Regions from separate parts of the Lactuca sativa genome. Here region 2 is linked to region 1. A link is a contact called in public Hi-C data. All regions are on one chromosome and are shown on one strand. Each heading gives the region's core, a stretch centred on a gene start, on an enhancer-like site or on the middle of the called end of the contact. The rest is flanking DNA. Distances are from core to core; before and after follow the strand shown.

What was found. A called contact is a pair of places that touch in the nucleus more often than the background predicts.
Region 2: a contact with region 1 is called in a Hi-C map of leaf, with 5 times the contacts expected there. The contact joins the promoter of LOC111876404 here to the promoter of LOC111876410 in region 1. A contact is called at or near these places in 2 of 4 Hi-C or Micro-C datasets (leaf and seed).

What each region holds. Positions count from the first base shown.
Region 1 is chr2:186,199,889-186,204,319 of Lsat_Salinas_v11, forward strand. It overlaps LOC111876410 (zinc finger CCCH domain-containing protein 41), which reads right to left and starts at 2,205. Exons shown (of 6, transcript XM_023872931.3): 1 at 1,973-2,205; 2 at 462-1,281; 3 at 1-360. The coding sequence starts at 1,175.
Region 2 is chr2:186,343,463-186,348,193 of Lsat_Salinas_v11, forward strand. LOC111876404 (putative pentatricopeptide repeat-containing protein At3g01580) reads left to right here and starts at 2,297. Exons shown (of 1, transcript XM_023872923.2): 1 at 2,297-4,731. The coding sequence starts at 2,671. It also overlaps the pseudogene LOC111876407.

The DNA.
Region 1 (4,431 bases), core at 955-3,454:
CTTGGATACCATATGTTCATCAGACCCAGATGGGCCAGGATCCAACAAAGGCCTGTTTTCCTTCACATTGGATTGATTTATTGATTGTAATGCAGGTGATGTTTGAGAATCGTTACCCCATAGAGGCTGATCTGGATCATAAAAGTCAGCTCCAACACTTGGAGAAGGATCAATTAATGCATCATTTAACTCATGTGCATTATTAGCATTGCCACTAACTCCACTTTTCCTAGTCTTGCCACGTGAAGCTTTGAATGAGGTGGTTGGGGCACCAGGGGCAGGTAAAGATCCTGCCCCAGATGGTGCTCCGGGCAGATTTGCATTTTGAAGCGATACAGGGAGATTAAACTGTGAAAGGCTCTGCAAGTTGTAAAATAACAGCAGTTTCAGATAAATGTAAAGGCAATATAATAGTGTGCTATCAGATGAGTTTGAATAAAGAACATGTCATAGTATCATACCTGAACGTCTTCAACAACAATACGATTGACACCATGTTCCATTGGGCACATATCACCTCTTAGGCAAAAACCCTGTTCTTCAAAGTCTCTACAACGCTGACGTGGCAGTCCCATTCCCATGTTCATGGAGGGATTAATGGCTCTATATGTTCCTTGTAAACCAAGGGTATGTAGTGTATCAATACCACCATTTGGTATACCTGGAACCAAACCAAATGCACTCCAAGATGGACCATATGCATTTGAAACACTTGGTAAACCCCTTCCACCAAACATACCAGGGGGTACAGATCCTTGTTGAGCTATTCTAGAAGCAATATCAACAGAGTTGAATCTTGGATCATGTTGATTCCAGTTTCCTCTACCCCTCATTGGGCCAGGATCCCTAATTCTTTGGTTCAAATCCAAAGGTCCTTGTCGTCTTTTGTCCATAGGGTTGAAATTGTAATTTTTCCATGTGTCATTGGAATGGGAACCTTGTTCCCTGTAAATATGCCCATTTTCAAAAGGTTTGTTTCCTCTTCTGTATGGCTTATTAGTAAATACTTGTTCCATGGAATCTCTTTCCAGTGACTGAGACCTTGCATCATCTCTTCTACGATGCTTATGGTTGCGATCATCATCATCATCATCACTGATTTCTTTCTCATTAGGATTGCTTTCGGATACAGAAGGTGAGCGACCTGGTTCATGGGCTGGAACTTTAAGCTCCATTGAGTGCTTCTGATTGGTTATTTTATGGTTGAGAAGATGTAACAGTTACTAGTGGAGCCAATGAACCCACTGGATCAACCTGAAATATTCTCAGAAAGGATGTCTCCTGTAAGTGGCATTAAAACCTTTACCTTTATGTTTTACTTTAATTGATATGCTCAGAAAAGATAAAATTCAAAATAACAATGTTATTTGCTTCTTCTGAAAGACTGCATCAGTCATCAGATACTATTAATATTAAGAATTGAGACTAGCAAAAGTTCTCCAAATCCCTAGAAGCATCTATTGTTAGCTATAGCAGCAATTATTACCCATCAATGATGGCTGGAACATACATTCAGAATACAAAAAATGGTAATTAAATGCGTAGAGGGAGGATGATAGATAGAACAACACTCTTAATGGAAAAATGAACATGAACCGAATATGAGAACTTTCAGTTTCTTCTTCACTATCTACAAGTTTATTTCCCCAACGTTAAACATGAAATTGGAAACTGTAGACTGGTTCTCGAGGAAATTGACCCCCAACTGCTGTGCCGCAACACTCTATAGACATCATCTATCTAAAATATAACTCTTAGCACAATCTACATTCAATTTTTGCAGTCTAGGAGATGCTGAGTGATCCTATACAGACAATACAAAATGAACTACATAGTATCTTATGCAGCAATTTCATCAATAGGATCAAATCAATAGATCGCATAGAGTTCCAAATCAATCAACAATCATATATGATATGCCCTAACAATTGTACAAATACAACAAGATTTTATAAGAACATAAGAAACTAACCTCAGTCTAACGATTTCCCTTATTAGGGTTACGATTATTTGTGTGGAAATAATATATTATAGCGTCCCGAGCTTCGGTTCGTCTAATTAATGGCGGAGCTTACGTTTTACTTGTGTACGTATACGTGATTGTCTGTGTGTATCATCTTCTCCCTCCCCCCCCCTCTCTCTCTCTCTCTCTCTCTCTCTCTCTCTCTCTCCGTAAATTCTGTAGTTTCTCTCTCCAGGACGCAGGAAAGGTTTTACAGATAGGAAAAGAAGAAAAGGCTATGGTAAAAATTTAACAACTCAAACCCTCGTACTTTGCAATATGAACGCTGTTGATTTAGAATTTGGCAAATTTAATATTTCGACCCTCCTACTTTGTAATGTTGGTTGCAAATTTTCACGTAGATTGGACTTCTAAGGTTATGAGTTACTCATGTTTTGTTTCATGATTTTGGGATTATCTGATATTGAACTCGTTTTGAAAACTATTTGTAAACAATTGTGGCTTTTTACTTTAATTTAAAAGTTTAGATTTTTCAAAAGTTTTATGGATGCTACAATAACGTCATCGACTTGCTCCTGTCTTCTGATGTACCTGAAACCTTAAAATCAAACTGTAAGTCAAAGTTTAGTGAGTTCCCCCAAAATACAACACAAAATAACATAATATAATGCATGCAACCAGCCCTATAATACTAGGTTGGACCGTCACTAAGCCTTCAGCTACCAGTTGGACCGCTCCCAGCCTACAACATAAGTTGGACCAATCCCTTGGTCCTACAGTATCAGTTGGATCGCCCAGCTATCTTGGTCTTTAATACAAAGCAGAACCGCCTCAACCCCACAACACAATAACATGTCGACATATACAACTATAACCATAATCCAACAATTACATGTAATCATATAGATATACCAGTCTAACATATTACCAGTGAATACATATTATCATACATATCTACCAGTCTAACATATAACCAATATAGCATCATCCTATATACCAGGATACATAACCTAGTGGGCCGGAATTGGTTCCTTCGACCCACGAGTACAGTGAGGAAAACTCACCTCACGATCTAAAAGATTATTGAACTGATCACTGCTCCAAACACTGTCTCTACATGTCACCTATACAATAAACAAGGACCCAATCTCAATCGACTATTCAAATTCCCCCAGATGACCTAAAGTCAAACTTGGTCAAAGTCAACAGTCAATGGTCAAAAAGTCAAAGATCAACATTCAGACCGAGTACGCCTTGCATACCAGCTCTATGCCTTACGTAGAGCATCTGTGACATCCCCATTTTCTCGGCCAGAAAATACCGATTTTGTTTATGCTTTGTAAAAATCAGAGTACTTCTTTTCATAAAAATGTTGCGGAATTTGTTCCCAGAAAAACACGATAGATACGTTATCAAAACATTTTCGAATAAACGTATTTTATTCATTTTAAACGTTTGGGATGTCATCGTTAATACAGAAACATATGCATAAACCAAACTTACATTTATTTACAATAGTGATCTACGTCTTTTTAATCTCTCAGTGTAATGTGACTTTATATCAACATTTGTGATGTAAATAAACTGAGTGGGTCAGGTTGGGAAACCTGGTGAGTACATAGGGTTTTCAACCCACAATAATATAATTATTATGTTCAAACAATCAACCCAATTACCCATCCCCGTTATCTTCTTTACTCTTAAGGATCTACCCTAAGAATCAACCATTCCTCGTTCATACATTCCTAAGGATCATCCTAAGGAATCGGTACGAAGTCCATCGTTACCGGGGTTTACGCACTAAGTCTGCATAGTCGTCAGGATTTATACAACAAGCACTAAGTTTGCATAGTCGCCAGGGTTTTGGCACCAACTCTGCATGATCACCAAGGTTTAGAGTACATCGAGTGAACACATCGTTCACAACACTTACAGGTTGCGAGCCTACTAGTGTTCCACTGGACTGTCTAGAATAGTCCGTGGTTGTCATCCATACTCTGCTGAATGATAGGGCCATCGTTTGGGAAAAGGCTTCTCACATCGTTCACCTCTCACCCTCACCTCGTGGTCTATAACACCTCTCAACTCATCGTCCAACTTATATTTCATCTATTACATCTACCCATTTTTTACCCCAACATTTTCGTAGATATAAAATACATATACAGTTTTAAATCATTTAAAACGTGTATAAAATCGTTCATCTAGCATAGACAACAGGTATTCAGATAATATGCACACATAGCATGTAGTTTATATAAAATACTTCATATCTATGTGTAAGATGAAAGGGACCATGCACTCACCTGAAAGGTGGTGACTCAGCACTCGGACAGTGCTTTGATACTCTCAAAACAAATTTTCCTTCGATAAAACCTAGTATCAATACCACTAGGGTTTAGTCTAACGATAACCGCGACAAATTAATAGTCTGACTATTATTACTATTATATAAGCATTAAACAATA
Region 2 (4,731 bases), core at 1,047-3,546, 140 kb after region 1:
CCTCTAACACTTCATCTGCAAATCAATCTGGTGTCGTTTTGGGAGGATTATGGATGGGTTCCCAAGATTCATATGTTGAATAATCATCAAAGAATGGAATCTCTAATTCCGGTTCCCCTGATGGCCCACTCCTTATCGGCGCCACCATCACCACCGGTGACAATAGCGATGGTGAAGATGAGAGAGAGAGAGAGAGAGAGAGAGAGAGAGAGAGAGATAGAGAGGAGGTAGCCCAATGAATTATTTATTTTGGTTTTCTATTTTTTAAAATAGGATTAGGTAAAATTAATTCTAAAAAGAAATAGAAAGGGTATATTAGTCTTTTTATGTGGCTAAAGGACTGTTTGTTAAAAGTTTTGAAACCATAAGGACCATCTATGAAGTTTTTTGAACTTAGAGATTAAACTTGATATTTTCTAAAACAACAGGGGCCATTTTTGAAGTTTTGTCTTGTTATTATTAAGACAGGAGACCAATTGTCCATGAAAAAGAGTAATATCTACCAAAGTTTTCAAGCGGGATCTTACCCAAGATCATTTTATACTTAACAATTTTATTTTTATTATGCTTTTTGACATGAATAAGCAAGCTAATCTCATTAACATATCTAGGAATCACAAATACAAAAGATTTTTACTATGTAATCATAAAATACGTTTGGCATATTGAAAATGGTGAATGATTTGCTTTTAAAATTCAGGATGATCACAATTTATGTAGTGTTCGAGGTTTTGAATTGTTTGCATGAGATATTGCACTTTATGTTATATTTATTAAGTTTAATCGGTTGTAATTAATTAAAATTAATAAAATTTTCGTATTTCCATATCCATATCTTAAATTTGGGATATGAATTCGGATGTCCTAATGAATACGATCATCCTGCCTATGGTAAATTCACGAAAACTCGAAAAGTAAAGGATACGTTCCAATAGCAAAAATCGTGAGATCCTCGTTAGGATACCAAACCGTACATATCCCTAGGTTTCAAATTCTTATATATATAACTCGCAAACGTGTTCCCATGGCGACCATAAGACATGCAGCTCCATATGCTCTCTACTCTTGGCTTGAAACAAGCAGTTCAAACATCAATTTTGTCAAAAACATGGGTTTTTTTGTGGACTCGGATACCGGTTCTTAAATTCAACTTCGTTGATTTCAATAAACTCTGTTTTCGATAAGTTCGTCAATACGGTTTTATGTTATCGTGATGAATCAATCAAGCTGGATAGATTATTAACCTTCAGGCATCCTAAGGTGTGCAGTGCCGAGATTTTAAACAATGTTCTTGATTACGCTTTTTCACAGGGTGTGAAGCAGTTAGAAGCAAACATCTGTCACAGTCGACCACACCTGGCCGGTTAGTCTGCATGCATATATCGTCTGAGTCCTTGACACATTTGAAGCTAGTTAGCGAGAGCAGTACTAGTTGCATGTTTCTGGAGCTAAGATCAGGATCATTTAGGAATCTGACTATTTTATATCTGAAACGAGCACTTATCACTAATCTTGATACATTCCCAGTGTTGAAGATCTTGACATTGCTTTATTGTTATATTAACAGTTAACACAGTGAGTAAAACGAACACTTATAACAAAACTTTTTCATTATATTTCCTAAGACAACTTCATAAGCACTAATACGAGGATAAATACAATAGCTAGCCACCAACAAGCCTACAATAATTTGTAACAATGCAACTTTCTGCCTCTGTGTGGGTCATAATTTTTTACTTTTTTCATATTCTCCTTCAATAGTGACTTGGTGGGTCAACCCATTTGAAAATTTTTGCAGTTTTGATCGAGATCTTTGCAACCTAATCCACTAAAACGTCTTCAATTTTTTTAATAAAAATTAATAAACTAGGGTTTTTTATGTCATTTTACTAATTATAAAATATACCCCCGATTTTCTTCTCTCCAAAAAGCTTTGTTTATAACAAAACTAGGTGTAACACCTATGTATTACATGGGTTAATTAAAAAATTAAATATAAAGGTCTAAATATTTAGAAAAATTTGGATTTATAAGAAAACAAAAACAAATAATGAATTATCAAAATTGATTTTTTTATCTTTTAAATATAAATAAACAAACAAAATAAATTAATGAACTTTAATTTAGAAATTTAGAAATAAAAAGATAAGTCCATTAATAAAATTGATATTTATTTATTACTATATTTTTATAATTATTACATTAAAATAGAAAAACTTTTAAAATTACGTGGAAAAAAATTAATTCATAGCCACGTAATTATATTTGGCAAATTGAATGACGTATGAACAAAAAAATAAAATCATTTGGTTAGATTCAAAAAATCCTTACAAGCAAAAATGAAACAATCTAACTGCAACGAGTAATCATCAAGATAAGCTAAGATTGGCCGGCGAATCAATCGCCGTCTCTGATTGATATCACTTTGCTTCACAGCAAACGAAGAATCCAAAATAGCACCGTGAAAGCACTAAGAAACGGGAGATTTTCATTTTTTCGGAACACAAACATAGAAACTGAAATGAAAAAAAGTGTTAAGATATCAGTCAGCCTCAAGGACATTTAGGTTTGCACATTGGTTTTTCTATTTTAACGACTAATGTAAGCAGTTAAAACCTAGTCGATTGTATTCAATCAAGGTGCTAATTTTTGAAATTTCAATTTCTTCGAATGAAAAGGAGGGAACTTATTCTTGATCTTTTTAGATTATGTAGCAGTTGTAGCTCCGTCATACAATTGCATTCTCTCACCATCAAGACTGGGTTTGTTCAAGATAGTTTTATTGCCGCCAAGTTGAGTAACTGCTATATCAAATATTCATCGCTTGAAGCCACACGCAAGCTGTTTGATGAAACGCTTCAACCAACTGTGTATATATGGAATTCCCTCCTGAAATGTTACTGTATGAAGAAGTCATATGTAGAAACTCTTCAGCTCTTTCGTGATATGTTGTCTGTTGAAATACCTGACCAGGCTACCATATCGATTGCTTTAAAGGCATGCTCTGGATTGTGGGAGCTCGGGTATGGAAGAATGCTTCATGGGTTTGTTAAAAAGAAGTATGAGATGGATTCGGATTTATTTGTGGGGTCTGCTCTGATTGACATGTATACAAAAAGTGGACGATTGGATGAAGCTTTAAGAGTTTTCGAGGAATATCCAGATCCAGATACTGTTATGTGGACTCACATTATTACTGGATATCAGCAGAATAGCGACTCATATTTAGCACTAGAGTTCTTTTCAAGAATGTTAATGGAGGGGCATGTAAGTCCTGACTCAGTAACACTTGTTAGTGTTCTTTGCGCCTATGCACAGTTACCAGATCTTATGGCTGCAAGTTGTGTTCATGGATTTGTGATTAAGAAGGGCTTTGAAAATGTTCTTTCAGTTTGTAATGCTTTACTGAATGTTTACTCAAAATCTGGTTCACTAGTTTCTGCAGCTACTTTATTTAGGAAAATGGAAGAAAGAGATGCCATTTCTTGGGCTTCTATGGTTTCTTGTTATGCTCATAATGAAGCTGCTGATGACGCATTAAATCTTTTCAATGAAATGATGTGTAAAAGGGTTGAACCCAATCTGGTGTCTGTTATAAGTGCTCTTCAAGCATGTGAAGCCATGTGTAACTTAGAAGAAGGCAAGAAGATCCATGAAGTTGCTGTAAGAAAAGGGTTTGAGTTAGATGTGTTTGTCTCTACAGCTCTAATTGACATGTACATGTTCTGCTCTTCCCCTGATGAAGCCATGGAACTCTTTGAAAGGATGCCTAAGAAAGATGTAGTTTCTTGGATAGCTTTGTTAAATGGATGTGTCCAAAACGGAATGGCATATAAGTCAATGGAGGTTTTTGTTAACATGTTGTCTATCAAAATCCAACCAGATGCTATTCTTATGGTGAAAATCCTCACATCTTGTTCAGAATTAGGAGTTCTTCAACAAGCTATGTGCCTTCATGGGTATGTCATCAAACATGGCTTTGAAGATCATTCCTTTGTTGGAGCTTCACTCATTGATTCTTACTCTAAATGTGGTAGTTTGCATAACGCCATTAAAGTATTCAAAGCTATAGATGATAAAGATATTGTGATTTGGAGCACAATGATTGCAGGTTATGGAATTCATGGGAAGGGGAGGGAAGCTCTTGACTTATTCAATTCCATGGTCAAGATTTCAAGAATCAAACCAAACAACGTGACATTCCTTTCGATTTTATCTGCATGCAGCCATGCAGGGTTGGTTAAAGAAGGTATGGAAGTCTTCAATATCATGGTAAATGAGTATCAACTACCACCTGAATTAAATCATTATGCAATAATGGTTGACTTATTTGGGCGTATGGGAGAACTTGATAAGGCGATTGAAGTTATTAATGATATGCATGTAGCAGTTGGGCCTCAGATATGGGGTGCTTTGATTGGTGCATGTAGGATTCATCATAACACAAAATTGGGAAAGATTGCAGCAAGTAAACTGTTTGGTTATGATTCGAGTCATGTTGGGTACTTGATTCTGTTATCAAATATGCATGCTGTCAATAAGGATTGGGATAATGTATTGAAACTTAGATCAATGATTAAAAGAAATAAGTTGACTAAGGTAAATGGTCAAAGTGCAATTGAGGTAAAGAGTGAGGTTCATAGTTTTACTGTGGATGATAGATTTCACCCTCTGGGGGAGACTATTCGTGGGTTGCTTAGGTCATTGGAAGTGACAATGAGGGAAGAAGGT